2 separate regions of the Ovis aries genome follow, and region 2 is linked to region 1. Evidence: chromatin contacts called from public Hi-C data. All regions are on one chromosome and are shown on one strand. The core of a region is the stretch at or near the end of the contact, and the rest is flanking DNA. Distances in the headings are between cores, read along the strand shown. Region 1 has its middle 20 kb from the start of KRT78. Region 2 has its middle 30 kb from the start of KRT80.

The links. Hi-C and Micro-C count contacts between places; a contact is called where the count stands out from the background.
Region 2: a Hi-C map of liver shows a contact between it and region 1, with 5 times the contacts expected there. The contact joins two enhancer-like sites. A contact is called at or near these places in 10 of 16 Hi-C or Micro-C datasets (blood, hypothalamus, liver and 6 more).

What each region holds. Positions count from the first base shown.
Region 1 is chr3:133,533,175-133,539,801 of ARS-UI_Ramb_v3.0, forward strand. No RefSeq gene overlaps it. Among named protein-coding and RNA genes, the nearest start is that of KRT78, 20 kb to the right of the region's middle. Within about 2 kb of position 1,682, at least 26 of the 54 cell types and tissues checked have an H3K27ac peak or open chromatin away from gene starts, as enhancers often do. A contact at or near this core is called in liver, where this site is marked.
Region 2 is chr3:134,221,793-134,229,372 of ARS-UI_Ramb_v3.0, forward strand. No RefSeq gene overlaps it. Among named protein-coding and RNA genes, the nearest start is that of KRT80, 30 kb to the left of the region's middle. Within about 2 kb of position 1,514, at least 6 of the 54 cell types and tissues checked have an H3K27ac peak or open chromatin away from gene starts, as enhancers often do. A contact at or near this core is called in liver, where this site is marked.

The DNA.
Region 1 (6,627 bases), core at 432-2,931:
CAGGTCTCTCTGTGTGTATGTGAGTAGTTCAGGTCTTGGGTCTGGAGTGCAGAGGGCCAGTGGTTGGTAGTGGCCTGTCCAGGGTAGGTGGTGTGGGGACGGGGAGGGTCTGGGTTTCCTGAACTGGAGCTTGGCTAGGCTCTGGGACCAATCTGTTCCTGCAACAAATTCATGTGTTCTTCCCACTCCACCATTGCTCCTGCTTTAAAGGTTCTGATAGTGTGTGTGTGACGACCCACAAACCAGTGCAACTCTGTGTAACCAGTCCACTGATCCATTACAATATGCTTGTGTTTGTAACAATCCTAAAGACCATGTGTGCACCATGTGAAACATGCATGTGTAAGTGTGATACACTCCTACGCGTGTCTGTGTTTCTGTGTGTGACGACCTCACAAGCCACTGGATATGTGCCTTGGTGTGTGTGGGTCCCACGGTCACCGTGCACGTACGGTCGCTTCTCAGCCCTGGCACCTGGCACATACCTCCTGTTGCCTCCTGAAAAGCCCACATGTGCTGACACTCAGCTTCTTTCTGCTCCTTACCCCACCCCTTCTCAGCCCTCAGGGATCCTTCCTGGAGACAGGAACCCTGGGTGGTGAAGTTGAGAACTGGGCCTCCTGCGGAGTCGGCTGTTTGCCTCCCAAGTGTGCTTTAGTGTCATGGGGCCAAACAGAGGCCATACCAGCTAGGAGCTCAGGGGGCGGCCACGGCCAGGGCCAGTGGGAAGAGCACATGGCAGAACTGGGTTCAAATTCAGACTCACACACCACACCTGTAGGACCTTGGGCAAGCCATGCTCTATGCCTCAGTTTCTCCTGTTTATTTCTGGAGTTGCTCTGACAAGCAACAGGTGAACAGGATGCTCCCGGCAGTAGGTAAACAGACACAGGAGTCTCTGGACAAATGTGGATCCTCTTCAGTGTAAGGGATCACTTTGAGAACACTTGAAGATCACCCTGAGATCTTGCAGGAAAGAGCCACAGGGGTTGGAGAAGGTGTCTGGAGCCTGGTCTCGAGGTAGCATCTGAGATCTGACCGTCAGGGGCCCTGCAGTGTGGAGATGAGCAAAGCCATGGCTGGAGAACTCTCCAAACATGCAGCCCCCGCCAGGGCCCCCACGGCCCCGCCTGTCTTGAGAGCGCCTTGGGCCTTGCACCCCTCTCGGAGAGTGGCATTGAGGGGGCACCCATAAGCTGTGTGGAGGGGCCTGTGGAAATGATCTTGAAATGGTGGTCATAGAATGATACCCACAAAAAGTCAACTTGCAGGCTCCAAAAGACCACCGTCCATTAGCTAAACCCACAAAGATCCAGGTGAGGAAGACACCCTCAAAAAGAGAGGACATAGCCTCCCATTTCAGAGGGACAGAAATCCCCAGCACCCCAACGACGACCCTTGAAGACCGCACACCAGACATCCTTCCCCTCCAGAGGGCCCCGATTCTTCCAGAAGGGTGGACACGCATTCCCCACCCCCTCGCCCCTGGGGGGGACGCGCAGAGGGCGGCAGGCAGGCCCCGCGCCCCCTGCTGAGTCAGGCTGTCCCAGCTTAGCCGGCGGGTGTTCGGTGGCAGCCGCTGGGCGCCAGTCCAGCTCCAGGGGTGGGGCGGAGGGTGAGTCACAGAGCGGCCTCCGGAGCCGCCCAGGCCGCTCCCCCCCACCTCTCCCGTGGGAGCGCGAGGGCTCAGCCAATCGGCGGCCGCCACCCGGCCTAGCGCTCCGGCCCCGCCCCCCGCCGTGGGCCGCCGGCCTCTAGGTTCCCAGGCCCCCCGTCGCAGGTGGCCCGATGGAGCCCCCGACCTGGCACCCGGCCAGAAGGAGCCCGTGGTCCCTGCCTGGGGAACGAGGTGCAGAAGACGGAGCACGGGGCTCTCAGGGAACAGAGCTCCCAGCCAGGAAGTCTCAGTCCCTCCCCTGGGGTCCCCCTCTCTGCCATTTCCACCTGCTGGTTAGGGGCAGGAGTGACTCTGTCAGTGACGGCGATGGGGTGGGAGTTGTTTTTCAGTCGCTCAGTCGTGTTCTTTTTGAGACCCCATGGGGTGCGGACGGGGTGGCGAAATGGCCTCCTCTGGCGGCCCTGTGAGCTCTCCCCAGATTGTCCCCTCCTTGAAGGGACTAGATTGGCTTTGTGTTTGGGGTCTGGTACTGTGCTGGCCCACATTGGCACAGTCTTGATGGCAAAAGTTCTCTGGCCAGAGTCAGCCACATCACAAGCTCTGTTTTCTGCTTCAGACATGACAGTCACTGTTCTCAGGTTGTCCTTCCTAAGACTCTGGTGATCCCAGCTACTGAGCCCCACCTGGCCAGGGCCCAGGCTTGATCCAGACACACAGGCAGGTATGCACAGACTCCCCTGAGCACTTAGAGGTTATGTGGACACACAGACAGACCTGTCCAGATCCTCACGTACATGTAACACAGAGACATTTTCAGCACAATAGGCAAGCATCACAGCTCTGTTCCTTTCTACTTTCCTGACTTTGAGTCTGTCATCAGATTTTTCCAACTGTTTACCTGTAAAATGGGGATAGCTAGAATCCCTTCCTTACAGGGAGGATTCAAGGAAAAAAAAAAACAAAACACCTAGAGAGTGCCTGATACATTGTAATAACTCAATAAACATAGCTATAATGATCTCCCAGACCCACAAGAATATATCCTCACAAGCACACTCATAGACCCACACCAATACACACACACACACACACCAAACTTCAGACATCAATACACAGGCAAGCACCAGGTGTGCTTGCATATAGAAACACAAACAGCCACCCCCGTGCCCCCACTGCCGCCCCCAGAAAAACAGCAACCTCTGCAACAACCATAAAAGCAAGTTTTACTGCCCAGGGTGTGATGGGAACAGCCAGCCCAGCTGGGCGGGGGGCGGAGGCCTCAGCGTCGGGCGGTGCCTGCCCTGCTCAGGCTCCCACTCAGCCCCAGGGAGAGGACGCTTTCATTCTTCCAACACGCCCCTCTCTGCCCTGAGAACAGTCACCTCATCCTGTCTCCACTGTCACCTGAAATCAGGCTCCACTTTCTGGCAACACTCTGAGCCCCAGGGTGGGGGACCCCAAGGATTTGTGGGGTTGGTGGGGGGCATGGTGGCCTGGCTCTCTGGGGAGGGGTTGAGGGCCGGCAGGGTGGCCCTGTCCCCACCACTTCTCTGGGTTGGTGGACCCTGGAGGGTAGTGGTTTGTGAGCATTTGGCTGCTGGGCCCTGGAAGCAGCCAGAAGGGGAACATCTGGAGCTGGGAATACCCCTCTGGGCTTAGATTCCCCTGGACTCTGGACAGCTCTCAGGAAGCTTCTACTATTTATTTTTGTCGTGATAAGAATGCTTAACCTGAGATCTACCCTCTTACATTTTACCTGTACAACATAGTATTGCTGCATGCTCCATGTTGAAGCATCTAGAACTTACTCATCTAGAAATTGGACCACCTTCTACTTCGTCTTGTGCTCCGCATCCCCAGCTCTTGCTGGACCCTCAGCTGTCCCCAGAGGTGGGGACATTTGTGAGTGGTTCTTCGGGTCTCAGGGAAAGCTAGAGGGAATGCTGCCTCCAGCTCTTTTCTGAGAAACCGTGGCCACAGCAAACTGGTCTTCTACTTTAAGCAGGTTCTCTTTGCCTTCCAGTCCCCTCTCTCCATTAACACACAAGGATACCGGATACTCCCGGTAGCATAAGCTGTCAGAGCTGAAAGGGCACCCCAAGGTTACTGACACAGACCCAAGACGGAGGGCCCCGGGTCTGAGGTCGCACTGTGAGTGTGTAGAGGCAGCAGCGGGACTGACCCAGGGCTCCTGTCTCCTCGTGCAGAAAGGCCCGAGTCTCAATGCTGGCGGTACCCCTCCTTCCCAGTCTCCCTTGTTTCACAGGGCTGTGCCCTTCCTGCATGCCATCTGATCCTAGGAGCTGGGAAGGGGACTCAGGCTGTGTCCTCAGGGACTCCAGCCTGATGGGGAGGAGGGTGTCAGATCCAGGGAACAGAGAGGCTCATGCTATACATGGGACCTGAACACACCAGACCAGAAGGTCTCACAGACTTGGGGAGGTTATCAGGCAGTTGCCCAGAGGAGGGTTTTGAGGGAGAAGAAGAATGTGGGCAGGTCCAGCGGGGGTGTCCTCTGGACCGTGGGAGTGGGGGTCTTGAGGGAGGTTGGACAGGCTTGCTCTGTCGCCTGCATGGAGTAAACCTCTGCTTCCCACTGTGGGGACTAGATTGTGGGGGTTGCCATGAGATACCAGGTGACTCTGCTTTAATGTTGCAAATGACCAAAGGGAGGCCAGAAAGTCTTGCAAGGACTGGATGTGGTTGTAATGACCTGTAATGTAACCTCCAGGGCGGGGACACTGGTCACCCTCAGAGACTGGTCTCCCTTGGAGTGGGGATTGGGGGGGGAAGAGGATGATTTCAATAATGTCTTGCCAACCTTCACTTGCCCACAACCCAGCCCAAGCTTCCTAGAGACCAGCTGGCCCTCGAGTGTGGCCATGTCCTGACAATGGGTGCCCAGGGGACTAGGAAGACTTCTCAAATGCCCTGGCCTGCAACAGACCCTTTTCTTTCCTGCTTTCAGGTTTCCTGCCCCCTTTTGCCCTCCAGGGCTGGGATGAGCCAGAAGGGTGGGGATCCCAGTTGCCAAGATCCAATTTTGCTGGCTGGGAGTTTTTCAGGTGCTAATTAAAAGGAGCCACCCAGAGAGAATGACCTCACTTGTTCACACACACACCCTGCGCCCTGCCCTTTCTTCTGCCCCCATTCACACGCCCAGCCAAGGCCAGGGCGGCCGGCAAGGGAGCCCCACAGGGAAAGCAGGATTGTGAGCCTGTGTGGCTGTCAACAAGCAAACTGCAGGCTCAGAGCATTTTTGACATTTTTTTCCTCCTAGTCAAATGGTGCAGTCTCAGCATTTCCCCTGTTCCCCTCCCAGATGAACTGGATGGGGAGGGGCCCGTGAGGGCACCACTGTGGGGAAACACTGAGGCCTAGCTTCAGTCCAGCTAGCTGCAGCCCTGGTGCGTGGGGGGCAGTGGGGCTCTTGGTGGGCTCACCTTCAGTACAGGCAGTGAAGGCTTCTCCCTTCACAGTCCTCTCTGCTCTCTAAATTCTTCCACAGATAAAACCACAATCCCTTCCGTTCTGGGCTGCAGGATGGGAGCATCATGCCCGAGGTGGGCACTGGCACAGAAACAGCGGTATCTTAGGAGAGGTGTTGGGAGTGTTGCCGAGAACTCCCAAAGGTTCCTGCGTTGGTGCTTGCTACAATCCCCATGGACCCCTTGGTCTCGGCTAGTTGGGAGGAGGCATGCGAGTTTCTGGATTCTGTCAGGATCGGGGCATGGTGCGGGGGTCTGCCCCCGACTCCAGGTGCCGGGGAGCGGCGCTGCACGTGGGAGGCCAAGGGGCTGGGCGGCCGCGCCCCGCGAGGAGCTGGGCGGAGCCGGCGCCGGCCCGTTCCCTCGCCTCTGTTCTGGGAACGTCCTGCAGGGGTCGCCCTAAGCCAGGCTCCTGGGCGCCGGGGACGGTGCGGGCTCTCTCCCGAAGCCGGGTCCCAGGTCAGACCCCAGGTCCCAGACTTGGGCTCTCTTCTCCCTTCGGGGTCCTCCAGCCCTCAGGAGTCTGGGAAAAGCCACGAGGGAGGGACAGAGACAACGTGGGGTCCAATGGCTCTGAAGCGACAGGAGTGACAAGTGTCGTTGGCTCGACAGGGCTCATGCAAATGACATGTAAATGAGCCCAGCTAATCCGCCTTGGCCAGAGCCGGCATGTTTTTGACTCGGCAGGGGAGATCTTGTCTCCAGTTTTCTTCCGGTTAGGATCCCATCCCTCCCTCCAAGTAACTGTGCCAGTGCTGTGCTAAATGCTTTGGCTACTTCACTTAGCTGTCATGATAAGCCTCTGGTAGGGACCATCATCCTCATTTATATATGGTTCCCATGGGTTTGGAGTAATGTGTCCCAGTTTTTCCTCTTTTCCCTCACAAATCACCAGGAATCAAATGAGCTTGAACAGAATATAACAGGACCCATCCCCCATCCCCAGGGAAAGCAGGGTCCTTCTGAGAGGTCCCTGAGAATGGAGATCTTGGTCTGTGATTTGGCACAAAAGGACTCCCTGAGGATTAGGTCAGGACTTTGAAGAAGTCATCTGGAGCAGTCCCGGCCTCTGTGGGGCAGCCTTTCCCTGCAGGACCTGGGTCAAGGGGACCTTGAGCATTAGTGACCCACACTGCTCATGTCCTTTGTCCTTTCCTTAATGGTGTCAGAGGTCTGACTCCATCCCCCTCTCTGCAGCACTGGCCCATTCCTCTGGTGATGGGCCAGGCTTCCCAAGGGACTTTTAAAGGGGGGCGGGTTCGCTGCAGTTTCTGTGCACTTTTCTTACGAAAGGCCTTCATGGAGCTGGGGGCCTGTGGGTGACACTGATCACTTTCCCAGAGTAGAGTCCTGGAGAAAGCAGAACTGAAGCCTTCTTCCCCAGGAGGTAGGCACAGTTCTTCTTGGCACTTGGCTGGTCCTGAGGCTGGGGCCAGGGGATTTGTGCCCCTCCTCCTCCTCCTCCAAGTGCCTGACAGCATCCTGGTCTCAGGATAGAATCTCCCCTCTCTACACCCAATT
Region 2 (7,580 bases), core at 264-2,763, 690 kb after region 1:
CAACACGCAGTAACCCCCTGTAACCAGGAGATAAGCCAACAGGTGCAGGCACCGTCTTTTATTCAGTTGTGCATCCTGGCATCTAGCATGGTGCCGAGCACTCAGTCAGAGCTTGCTAAATGCTGAATAAATGAATGAAGTCATGAATGGCAGATGACTACAGCTACTGAGGGATGCAAGACTGACTCACTGTGGAGGACTTTATGAGCATCTGCCATGTGCTGCCCCTGTATTGGGGACAGCAGGGAAGAGTGGGGTACAAAGGGGTATAGAGGTGTCCTTGCCCTCCAGGGAATTCCCGCTTCTGCCCAGGATCTAACTCATGGTCCCCTGTAGTGCCCAAGTCCCCTCGGTTGTGGCCAACCATGTGATCTCTGTGGGACCCTTGACAAGGCATTGTCCCCTCTCTGGGGTTGATTCTTCACCTGCAGAATAAAGGAGCAGATGAGTGCTCCAGCAGGTCAGCCCCTTCATGATCCCCTTCTGCTCATCCCTTCCCTACTCATCTCAATTCCCTGGGCAAGACGCCCTCCTTGGAGGCAGCAGAAGAGGAATTGAGATGTGGCGAGTAGAGCAAATCCTAGTTCTTGCTGTGTGATCTTGGGCAACCTCTGGGAGACTGAGTACCTACCTCATAAATCTGGTGTGAAGTTTTAAAGAGATGACGCATGATAAAAGAACGGTGCCTAACACATGCTAAATGCTTTAAAATAAAAATAATAGTGTTAGGGGAAGTATGACACTGCCCACCCTGGCCAGGCACCACAGTAACCACTGGTATGAGTTATTTTACTACCAGAGATCTTGGTAAGAAACACAGAATTAACAAGCCACCATAGACCAGAAGAATTTGGGAAAGGTCAAGAGGAGACAGGAGAGACTCCAGTCCACATGTTCTCCCAGAATCCTTCTGGGAGAAGGTCCTTCTGGGACCTATCTTGGCTGAGCGATATATGGGCCACCAGGAAGGACCCTGAGTCACAGTGACTGGTGAAAGGCAACCTGGAAAATAATCCAATCACCATAAAACCCGAGATTTCGAGCTACATGGCAGAGCAGTCCTCTGGGTTTCCCTTACCCTCCTCCGCATCCTGGCTGGCCACCCTTCCCAATAAATCCCCTTGCTGCGTCAGCTCATGTGTGTCTCCTTGGACAGTTCGTTTCCTAGTGTTAGACGAGAGCTGACTCTAGGGCCCGGAAAGGGGTCCCCCTTTCCTGTAACAATAGCAAATATGCTAATTGTGAGAGCCTTTCCCTTAGCCCACTGGAACTGGAACTCGGCCAGGAATGGTTAGGCGAGGGTCTGCACATCGGCCCAGCCTCACCTGCATCTCCCTCCCCTACTCCCAACCCCTCCAAGAAGAGGCCAGGGCTCAGAGATCTGTTTGGGGGCACTGGGGATTAGAGAAGGGAAGGGAAGTTACCCAACCCGGTTCCCTGGGAAAGCTGACCGGCCAAGTTAACACTAGGGGAAAGGTCGGCCGCCAGCTTGCACGCACCTCAGCAACCACTGCCCTCTACTGGCCGCGGCAAGATCAGCACGTCTAAGGAGCGGGAGCCACGCGCAGAGGCTTCCCTCCCCCAGGGAGGGTGGGGCGGGAAGAAGGGAGACGTGACTCCGTTTCCAAGCCGATACTTAAACCAAATGTCAGGCTCCCAGGGCTAAATCCTCCGAGCTGGGGCCACAAACTAAGCCATCTCTTCTCTTCGCTGCCACTCCCTCAATCATCACCCACAAGGGCAGGCTTCCACTGAGGGGCTCACAGCTCACACGCCCCAGAGACCCTGACCGCAGCTGGAATACTCACCCCCTAGGTCTGGCTCCTTCTCGTTTGTCGACTCAAACATCACCTCCTCAGAAAGCCCTGCCAGTTGAAAATAGCCCCTAGCCCCTACTGCCTCCACACTACTTTTCATTTTCTATTCCATTATTTCCCTGCCTTGTGCTCTTCCTAGTGTTTAGCGCAACCTGCTTTGTCTTGTTGATTTTCCTTTTTTTAATGCATCAGCTGGGATTCTTTCTGGTCAGGAAACCAGACTAGGCATTTCAAGGACAGGATTCAATGCAAAGAGCTGAAAGTGTACGTACTGAAGGGGTAAAGAATAAAGCAAGAAAGCTGAAGTACAGTAAGTCCCTGCCATTTGTTTGTATACGAGTTCCATTCCAAGACTAGCTTCATCAGTCCAGTTTGTTCGTAAGGCCAGCTGCACTTAGCTGAGCCTAGTTACTCAACTAACACAATTGGCTATATAATACTGTACTCTAATAGGTTTATAATACTTTTCACACTAACAATACATACATCCAAAACAAGCCAAACAAAATAAAAAATATATATTTAATCTTACAGTACAGTACCTTGAAAAATACAGTAGTACAGTACCACAGCTGGCATACAGGGACAAGCATGCATGTTTGCGTCTTTTGAAAGTCTACAACTTGAAGGTTCATATGTAGGGGACTTACTGTTGTTGTTGTTTAGACACTCAGTCATGCCCGACTTTTTGCAACCCCATAGACTATAGCCTGCCAGGTTCCTCTATCCATGGGATTCTCCAGGCAAGAATACTGGAGTGGGTTTCCATTTCCTTCTAGAGATAAGTTTCCATTTCCTTATCTAGAGATAAGAGATAAACACAGATTCAACACCATCCCTTGGGCTGAAAGGTTGGCCTTACTCAAACCCAAGAGTTCAAGTGAGGGCCCCAGAGGCTGGTTCTTGGACATGGGGCAGGGAATGGACGGGTGACATGTTTCCCTTCTACTGGGAACAGTTGGAACTTAAAGACCAGGCTACTGTTCTGCCAAGGTGGCCAGGGCCCATGTTGGCTTCCAGAAGGTGTACTGCACGTGTGACCCGGTGGAGAATGTGTAACCCTACAAGCCCCCTGCTGGGAACCCTCTGTTCAGAAACACAGACATTTCCCCAAAATAAACAAGTGAGACACATCAAACTAAAAAGTTTCTGCACAGCAAAAAAAACCATCCACAAAATGAAAAGGCAACTTACAGAATGAGAGAAAATACTTGCAAATCATATCTTTGTTAAGAAGTTAATATCTGAATTATCAATATATAAAGAATTCACATAAACTCAATAGCAGATAACAGTAATAACTAAGAAGGACCTGCTATATAGCACAGCGAACTCTACTCAATACTCTCTGATGGCATATAAGGAAAAAGAATCTTAAAAAGAGTGGATGTCTGTATATGTATAACAGATTCACTTTGCTGTACACCTGAAATTAACACAGCATTGTAAATCAACTATACCCCAATCTGATTTTTTATTAGCAAATAACAACAGTAATAATCCAATTAAAAATGAGCAGGGGAACTGAATAGACACTTTTCCAAAGAAAACATTCAGATGGCCAACAGGCACATGAAAAGATGTTCAGCATCACTCATCATCAGGGAAACGCAAATCAAAACCACAGTGAGGTAGCGTCTCACACCTGCCTGAATGGCTATCATCAGAAAGACGGCAAGTGTTGGTAAGGAAGTGGAGAAAAAGGAAAGCTTGTGCATTGTCGGTGAGAATGTAAATTGGCGCAGCCACTGTAGAAAACAGTTTGGAAGTTTCTCCAAAATTAAAAATAGACCTTCCACATGATCCACTTCTGGGTATGTATCTGAAGGAAACAAAATCACTATCTTGAAGAGATATCTGCAGTTCAGACAACTTTCTTCCAGTCATGATACGGAAATAACCTACTGCAGAGATAAAGTTGTGGTATATATACTAAGCCATAGAAAGAAGGAAATCCTGCCATCTGTAACAACATGGATGAACCATGAGGATATTGTACTGAGAGAAGGAAGTCAGACAGAGAAGGACAGATTCTGCATGATCTCGCTCATGTGAGGAATTCAAGAAAACCAGACTCACCAAAACAGAGACTAGACTGGTGGTTGGTAGAGATGGGAGGTAGCTGAGGAAGAACAGAAAGGAAGAAGGAAGGAAGGAAAGGAAGAAAACACCAAAGAAAATATTGCTGTATTTTTGTAATTAATTTTTTTCAAAGGGAGAGACCTGCATCGCCCTGTTTCAACTAAGGCGTGTTTGGTGGATATTACCATAGCCACTCAACTTCCGTTCCAAAAAGAGCAAGAAAGAACCAAAACACTCCTGCCTTCTCCTCCTCCCCACCCCCAGGTTTGTGGCAGCTGCGATTCAGCTGAGGCCTAAAAGTCAGGCACCTCCCTGCCATCAGCCCCTGTCACCAAGAGATGCGTGCCACTCAGACCCAGCTCTCAACACTCACTTGATAAATATTTTATTGACACCTCGTGTACCACACATGTTTTAGGCTCTGAGAAGACAGCGTAAACAAATCTGCCCAAATCCCTGCTCACATGGAGTTTACATTTTCATGGGGAGAGACAGATAAGAAAGAAATATATTATAAAAGATACAGGTGGCCAGATGGAAATGATAAATGCTATGAAGAAAAACTGGGCTTCTCTGGGGGCTCAGCGGTAAAAAAATCCACCTGCCAATGCAGGAGACGTGAGTTCCATCCCTGGGTCAGGAAGATCCCCTGGAGAAGGACATGGCGACCCACTCCAGTATTCTTGCCTGGGAAACCCCATGGACAGAGGAGCCTGGCAGGGTCACAAAGAGTCAAACACAACTTAGCAACTACATAACAACAACAACATGGAGGAAAATTAAGTGGAAATGTGCATAGGAAATGTTGCGGGTGGGGTGAGTCATAGGAGATTAAGAAATGCCTCAGTGAGAAGGGGACATTTCATCAGAACCCACATGGGGTGAAGCAGGGAGCCGCATGGATGCCTGGGAACAGCAAGGGCAAAGGCTCTGAGGCAGGACCTGCCTGGCACATTTGAGGACCTGCAAGGAAGCCACTGAGGAGGCGGCAGTGGAGGGACGGGGTGGGTAGAATGAGAGGAGACTGGTCAAGCTGGGGGCCAGGCTGTGCCCGGCCTCGAGGGCATTACTAGACTCTAGCCTCCACTGAGTCAGATGGAGAGTTTGAAGCAGAGAGTCGGATTCTGACTTCTCTGGTCAGAGACAGAGGACCAGAGCAGAACAGTAAGATCTGGAATCTTCCCAGCCTGGTATTTGACAAGAAATAAGAGAATTTTCAATATCAACCTTTGTGTTTTGTCATTACTTCCCTGGCAGCTCAGCTGGTAAAGAATCCGCGTACAATGCAAAAGACCTGGGTTCAATCCCTAGATTGGGAAGATCCCCTGGAGAAGGGAAAGGTTACCCACTCTAGTATTCTGGCCTGGAGAATTCCATGGACTATTCCAGGGACTATTCCATGGGGTCACAGAGAGTTGGACATGACTGAGCGACTTTCACTTTCTTTCCATTTTGGAGAATCAAAGGACAAGCCATAGGATGCCTGTGCCCACTGGAACCTAAGCTCCTGGAGGCAGGTGCTACCCCACGCGACAGTGCTCATCACTGTACCCAGAGGGTCTCACAAAGGGCCAGGCACTCAGCAAGTGCTCATTAGAGAGCTATAGAAGAAATGTGCAGGTCTGCCGCAAGGGAGACTCTGGCGATTTGTATTAAGCTCCATGGCCATTGTGTTAAGGCCGGTGCTGGGCACCTAGCAGACACTGCCCCCTTTCCAGTAGAGCTTGAGCGCCCTGCCTAGGGTCTCTGTGAAGCCCAGTTGGATCAGACAGCCAATCTGAGTCCAGGGCTCTTGCCCCCTCCTCACTGCCACAGAGGCCCAGCACTCCCTGTCAGGCCAGGGGTCACTCCCACCTCCCTCTGGCTCGCCCGGGGCCTCAAACACCAGCCCAGAAGGCGCCAGACTTGGGAGGGGGCATCCTGTGCCTATCCTCCTGAGGGTCGTGATTCTATTGGGGGCGGGGAGAGGCAGATCCTTCATGAAGAGGGTGTATATCTGTCCCTCTTTGGAACTGTTCCTCCTGGCACAAAGTCGGTGCTCTCCCTCTCACTGCCCCCTCCCGCTTCAGGTGAGTCCTACCTGTGTTTCAGTCCCGCCCTACTAGTACCCATCCCCCTCGGGGCGCGCCTCGCATCTCCATCCGCGGACCCCGAGCGCCCCCTGCCGACCGCTGCTCCGCCTGCACGTCCGCGGCTCAGAGGCCCGAGGGCGTCAGTGCAGGGGCGGTGTAGTGGTCAGTTCCTGGGGCTGGGGTTGGGCCTCAGCCCTTCTCCCCCACACCCAGCAGGCACAGGGGAGTCCCATCTTAGCTTGAGGGGGGATTGCCTGGCACGCACAGTATGGAGGCAGGGCACAGGCCTCACAGGCCCCTCCTCCCGGCCCTGGGACTCTCCTGCAGGGCCCCTGGAGCATCTTCCTGGGTAGTAGGGGGCTGAGCCTTGAGAGAGCAGGGTAGAGAAGGCCAGCAGGGAGGTACAGGACAGGGGCTCCCCAGGCCAGCCCACAGAGGGTCTTCTGCCCTCCCTGGGACTGAAGAAAATCCAGGCTGGTCCCCACCCACCAGCCTTAATCCCTCTTATCGCCCGTCTTCCTCATATCCAACCCCTATCCCTATCAATCCTGTCCCTCCCCAAAATGGCTTTCCTTCCAAATCCCCAGACGACGTAGTGCCATCAACAAGGCCATGGTGCATCCCCTCTTTTTTTTTTTTTTTAACTATTTATTTATTTGCTGGTCCCAGGTCCTAGTTGCAGCATGCGGGATCTTTTAGCTGCAGCATGCAAAATCTTAGTCATGGCATACAGGATCTAGTTCCCTGTTTGTTGTTGTTGATATTTAGTCACTAATTGTGTCTGCCACTTTTGCAACACCATGGACTGTAGCCCACCAGGTTCCTCTGTCTGTGGGATTTCCCAGGCAAGAATACTGGCATGGACTGCCATTTCCTTCTCCAGGGGAGCTTCCTGACCCAGGGATGGAACCTGCGCCTCCTTCATTGACAAGTGGATTCTTTACAGCTGAGCCACCAGGAAAGCTACTTCCCTGACCAGGGATCAACCCAGGCCTCCTGCATGGGGAGTGAGGATTCTTAGCCACTGGACCACCAGGGAAGTCCCACGCATCCCATCTTGGCACTGAGTCAGGAGCCTGAGAAGGGGACACAAGGTGGGTGGGCAGGAGGGCAAGGTCAGCCTTTGGAGGGGACCTCACATGTGCAGGCTCATGGCTGTGTGCAGATGTGAACACAGGTACATAGCATGTGCGTGTGTGCACACAAGTGTGTATAAGTGAACACGTATGCACAGATATGCCTGTGTGTACATATGTGAGTCACATGCTCACACATATGCATTGCGCGCACACCTCCATGACTAGGCACAGGTATCCACGCCTATACCTATCCATAGGTGCAGAGAGATAGCATCCTTACATAGACTGATACAGGTCTGCCATCAAAGCCCACATCTGCACACATAGGCACACACACCTCCCTCATGGGCACACGTGTCTCCACATGCCTGGGGGAAAACTAGACTCTAGAGTCAGAAAGACCTGTCTAAACTGATTTGGCTTTACCACTCTCTTACTCCACGATCTTTTGTGTGTGCAGCTTTTCAGAGCCTCTGTATCTTGGTCTATAAAGCTGGTAATAGGGTGCCTGTCTGTCGGGTTGCAAGGAT